Linked DNA regions of Drosophila melanogaster: region 1 is linked to region 2. The links are chromatin contacts, called in public Hi-C maps. All regions are on one chromosome and are shown on one strand. Each heading gives the region's core, a stretch centred on a gene start, on an enhancer-like site or on the middle of the called end of the contact. The rest is flanking DNA. Distances are from core to core; before and after follow the strand shown.

Evidence for each region. Hi-C and Micro-C count contacts between places; a contact is called where the count stands out from the background.
Region 1: a Hi-C map of the Kc167 cell line shows a contact between it and region 2, with 4 times the contacts expected there. The contact joins the promoter of Cdc7 here to the promoter of swa in region 2. A contact is called at or near these places in 47 of 107 Hi-C or Micro-C datasets (the D17-c3 cell line, the Kc167 cell line, the ML-DmBG3-c2 cell line and 17 more) and 1 of 6 datasets of contacts at active chromatin or transcription factors (the Kc167 cell line).

Annotation. Positions count from the first base shown.
Region 1 is chrX:6,653,101-6,655,800 of dm6, reverse strand. It overlaps Cdc7 (Cdc7 kinase), which reads right to left and starts at 1,260. Exons shown (of 4, transcript NM_167080.2): 1 at 905-1,260; 2 at 321-741; 3 at 29-251. The coding sequence starts at 651. CG3226 reads left to right here and starts at 1,553. Exons shown (of 3, transcript NM_132104.4): 1 at 1,553-1,655; 2 at 1,721-1,893; 3 at 2,071-2,688. The coding sequence starts at 1,641. The coding sequence ends at 2,575.
Region 2 is chrX:6,364,423-6,367,122 of dm6, reverse strand. It overlaps swa (swallow), which reads left to right and starts at 1,415. Exons shown (of 3, transcript NM_078505.4): 1 at 1,415-1,797; 2 at 1,979-2,700. The coding sequence starts at 1,527. It overlaps Marf (Mitochondrial assembly regulatory factor), which reads right to left and starts at 1,174. Exons shown (of 8, transcript NM_206635.3): 1 at 1,052-1,174; 2 at 1-490. The coding sequence starts at 266.

The DNA.
Region 1 (2,700 bases), core at 11-2,510, 290 kb before region 2:
AAGTGGGGAAACGAAATGAGGAACCTACCCCATTTTGGTCATGCACTGCAACTCCTTCATTATCCTATCCGGATGACTGGTTGGTATGTGATGCTTGATGGCGAACTTGCGACGCAGACTGTCCGGCAGATGCGATTCCCGGCGCAGTGTGCCCAGCAGCACCGTGCTAAAGGTTCCGTTGCCAATCCGGCTGTGAACATCGAACAGCTTGCCAATGTCCGGGATTCGTGTGAGGAGATCATTGATGGCTTCTGCAGCAAAATACAACCAATTAAATTCATCTGTATGCACTAACAAGTTGGATCAGCAACTGAACTTACCTTCGCTTTTGTTGCGTGCCTGTTTGGTTGTACGCGGCGTGGCGGGCAGACCCATGACTGCAGCTCCATTGAATTCCACTGTCTGCTCCTCGGTGGCGCCCGCAGTGGCGAATGCTCTGCCCGAATGCCTGCCCGCGCTTCCAGTTGCCGGAGTGCCGGTGGCATATTGCTGAACGGTCTGGCGCGGCAGCCTTTGGGTTTGCCTTGGCGCCGCACGCCAGGATCCGCCACCATTGGCGTACACCACATTGGTGCTGGGCACTCCCGTTTTGGGGCGACGATAGTGACTGCCTGGTGTGGCCAACTCCTGGCACATAACTCGATCGGCCATTGTTCCTCAGGAGCACAATCTTCTTGGGCATCGGCGTATTGATGGTGCTTGTGGTGGTTTTATGGCGGTTTTTACAGAAAAAAAAAGTGCCTAAAAAGAGCAAATTTTGACACGGAATTTTTTTTATTAAAAAATTTCTGTTCTCGGCCAGGCCAAAGTGTAAAGCAAAGTGTTTCCGAACGGTTGAACAGTTTTGACATTTGCCGTATGGACGAGCGGCAGCAGTAACTGAGATGACAACTCCTCTACTCACTTGGATAGTTTTTGTTTCCAATCCGGAGTCCTGCTGCGCCGCCCTTTTAATCCCGGAACTCTGGCTGTGGCGCAGCGTCCGTTGGTTGTATGTGGATACCCTGGATGGAGCACATGAACAACTCTGGTCACTGGTCGTATTGTCTGAATCGTGTGTTCTGGTCGGCGTTCCGCGGGAGCTGAGGTGCTATCAAACCATCGATGGCGCTACTGATAATATCGATGGTTCAGTTCCAGCCGGTTCGATGCCATCGATGGTTTTTTCGAGATTATGGATCAGTGTGCTCGCCGTCCGCCGGGGATGTAATACCAAAATTGCTTGTGTGCTGCCTCCAACTGGTCACCCTGGTTTGGCGGGAAAATCGCTTTTCCGGCGGAAGTAGAAGTTTATAACAAAAATCATATCAATTAATAATGGATCATGATTTACTAGTCATCTGCCCATTCTTGGATTCAAATATCACGTATTTCTAATTTGACATTAGTAAGCTCTAAAACAAAACAACCCTTTGTCGTAGTAATATATACATTTAATAATTAAATGTAACATTTTGTGCACCAAAGCTGGCACTTGATATACTGAAAATACCGTGAAATAGTATTTTTCGCAGTGTGCTCCGTGCTCGCCACGCGTTAATCGTTTTTTAGTACATTCACCACGGGCGCCGGCGTCATTGAATTGCTCGAAATTTCTGCGAACCTACAAAATTAATCAACTGTTATTCAGACAAAACAAAATGTCATTGGAACAGGTAAGTCCGAGTTGTTGAAAAACGAGCCATCAGTGAAATAACCCCACACCCATCGAATAACACAGCTGAAAAGCGATGTGGCCGAGCTGGCGGCCTTCCTGCAGCAGGCGAAAGGTGCCCGCGTAAAAGACGTGCTGACCACCGCTAAAGCGGAGGCGGAACGGGAGATTGTCAATCTGGAGTTGAAGGCCAAAATTGCGGCAGAGCGACAGGCCACCGGGTCGAGCGAAGCCAAGAGGTGAGCAAATCCATGAGGTCCAAGAAACCCAACACCCAATCGACCGAAACACAAAATCTCTTCGGGATTAGTCCATATCCCAAATGTAGTTCCACATCTTTCTACATCACTATATATGGGCAGAGATTTCTTAAACCATGCAAGCCCCACTAATGAATCCCCATTTCGATCGCCCAGATATCTGCACGAGCTGACCGACTACGGCTGGGACCAGAGCGCCAAGTTCGTGAAGCTCTTCATCACCTTGAACGGAGTGCAGGGCTGCACGGAGGAGAATGTGACAGTCACCTACACACCTAACTCGTTGCAGCTCCATGTGCGCGATCTTCAGGGCAAGGACTTTGGGCTGACCGTAAACAATCTGCTGCACAGTATCGATGTGGAGAAGAGCTACCGAAAGATCAAGACCGACATGGTGGCCATCTATCTGCAGAAGGTTGAGGACAAGCACTGGGATGTGCTCACCGCTATCCAGAAGCGTTTGAAGCAAAAGAAGGACAGCGAATTGTCCAAAGATGGCGACAATCCCGAATCGGCGCTTGTTAACATCATGAAGAAGATGTACAACGACGGTGACTCCAAGACGAAGCAGATGATCGCCAAAGCTTGGACCGAGAGTCAGGATAAGGCGAAGCTTGGCAAGGAGACGGGCGGCGGATTGGATTCTTTCGACGATCTTTAGATATGATAATAACCACACCCATTCGCGAATTAGCTAACTACCTAAGGCACTGCTTCGATTCCAGCACAATTTGTATATGTGGATAAATAAACTCCCAGCTAGGGCATTAAGTTAAAACGAGTGGT
Region 2 (2,700 bases), core at 166-2,665:
TCGCCGTAGATATCGTTGATCTTCTTTTTGGCGCGCACAAAGATCTGGAGCGGTGATTTGTCGTTGGATTGATAGAGCCGCGATTCCGGTAGCAGATTGGCGGCCATTGTGGAGCCGGATTGTTGCAGCGATGAGTTGAACCGGGATAGCGGGGAACCGGGTCCGGATTTGTCCACCGTGTCCGTGGAGGAGGCGTGACGGTCGTCGTCGGCGGGGCCCGTTTGCCCGGTCACCATCGAGATGGTGCGGTTCAAGTAGGCCGCCATTTCGGGATCCGGTTTATGGTTGATTCGGTTTAGCAGATGGTTTTTTGGTAGAAGAAGAGAATTGCGATACAAAACAAAAGGTATGCAGCCCAGGGGATTTGGTTGTTCAGACTTCCAACTTCTGCAACTTCGCCGCCAACCCGAAACTCAAAACTTAACTATCTCTGTTTATTGTGTGTTATATTGCTTTTGGGGGTATTTGCTCAAAAATCAACGTCATAAAACTGAAACGAAATTAAATGAAAAATTATGACACGAAAGAAAAAACAAAACGATTGAATACAGTGCGCACCAGATAAGCTCAACTTGAGTGGTTTAAGTGTTAAACAAAATGTGCGCTACAAAATCAAGCATGTGTTTGCTAAGTATATCTTAGAGAGAACATAAACTATTGATTTGTTGTTCGCTATGTCGAGAGTGCACTGTATTTGGCGAAAAGGAAAATACCGCAACGCAAATTGCACGCACACACACACACGTGGTCCAATTGCGCTGCAAACAAATATAGGCGAAAAAAGTATAATAATCTAATGTTTTTGGTTTTTCTTTTTTCTGACAATTTACATCTGTGTGCGTAAATCGAGTTGATAAAGTTTAATCTGCCCTCTCGCTCTATCAACTAACCTGATTAATGCCACTCTCGCTCATATTTGTATTTGTTTTATTTTATATTTGTATTTATTTTCCTCTCCGGTTGTTCGATTCTTTTAATTGCTGCCCCTCAGCTGATGCGTTTTCAAATGGCAAATTGTGGAAAGCGTGGTTCGAACTTCCAATAACCGTACATTGCCGACTAGAATCCAGTTGCAGAGAAGCAATTTCACGAAATTTAGTTAATATTATTAATTTTTTTTAAATGCACATGATGTAACGTTAAGGTGACCAACTCATGTTGTTCGCTGACATCCGGCGTTAGTGCATTTTTATGCCTTCCCATGTCTAGTATATTTTTATGCCAGTCGAAAGCTTAATATGGTATTTTTTCAATTCGCTGCCATATTTAATTGAAATTAATTTTTTTCAATTACTACCACCTAGCTTATTTTTATTTTTATTGTCTAATTTAAATTTTGTCTAATTTAAAAATAGAATTTACCCTGACAATGATTTTCACTGATTGGAAATGGTCACACTAGCCAGTTTCCAGTTAGCCAGAATGTAACGGCGCCTTTCCCGCTCCAATTGGAATCCGCGTGTAATTTTGTGTCTCGTGTTAATTGTATTATTTCCCCCGCTTTTCGGATTTCCGCATAAAAAGCGATGAGTCTACAGGACGAGAGTTTTCCGACGGACGAGCTGTTTGACCAGCTGAACAATTTGAGTAGCAGTGGCGCCAGGAATACCTGGTTCGCGGAGCACCATAAGCCCGCAGTCTTCGAGCGGGATACAGCGCCATTTTTGGAGATCTGCTACGCGGATCCAGACTTTGATGCGGATGGGGATGTGGCCAACAAGAGCGCCAAGACATGCGTAAGCGATCCCGTGGGTCGTGATCAGGAGGATGAGGACGACTATGATGAGGATGTCGATGGTAAGAAGTGTTCGCTCTCTCTCTACACTTGCTTAACTACAATGGGAGAAATATTCCCATCAAACATATCTCATATATGTATAATTTTGGTACTTCCATGTCTCGATGTATAATGGGTACTTCATTCAATGGGCACAGTCAATTAGCTAGTGCTAACATGTATCCTTTCTTATTCAACCAGGCGATGATCATAAACTGGGTTGCGAGAAGGCTCCATTGGGCAGCGGGCGCTCCAGCAAGGCGGTCTCTTACCAGGACATCCATTCGGCCTACACGAAGCGCCGCTTCCAGCACGTGACCAGCAAGGTGGGCCAGTACATAGCGGAGATCCAGGCGCAGGACCAAAAGAGACGCAATGTGAAGTTCGCCGGATTCCAGCGAGTGAACTCTATGCCGGAGAGTCTAACGCCCACATTGCAGCAGGTGTATGTCCATGATGGTGACTTCAAGGTGGACAAAAACTGCCAGACTCACTCCAACTCCGATTCGAATTACAATTCCAATTCAAACAACTCTAGCAGCAGCTTTGATCGATTGCTGGCCGAGAACGAGAGCCTGCAGCAAAAGATCAACTCATTGAGAGTAGAAGCGAAGCGTCTGCAGGGCTTCAACGAGTATGTCCAGGAACGACTGGACAGAAAGACAGATGATTTTGTGAAGATGAAGTGCAATTTCGAGACCCTGCGCACCGAGCTAAGCGAATGCCAGCAGAAGCTTAGGCGCCAGCAGGACAACTCACAGCACCACTTCATGTACCACATTCGATCGGCGACCAGTGCCAAGGCCACTCAAACGGATTTCCTGGTGGACACCATACCCGCCTCCGGAAACGTCCTGGTCACACCCCATCCCCTGGGCGACCTGACCTACAACAGCAGCAAAGGATCCATCGAGTTGGCACTG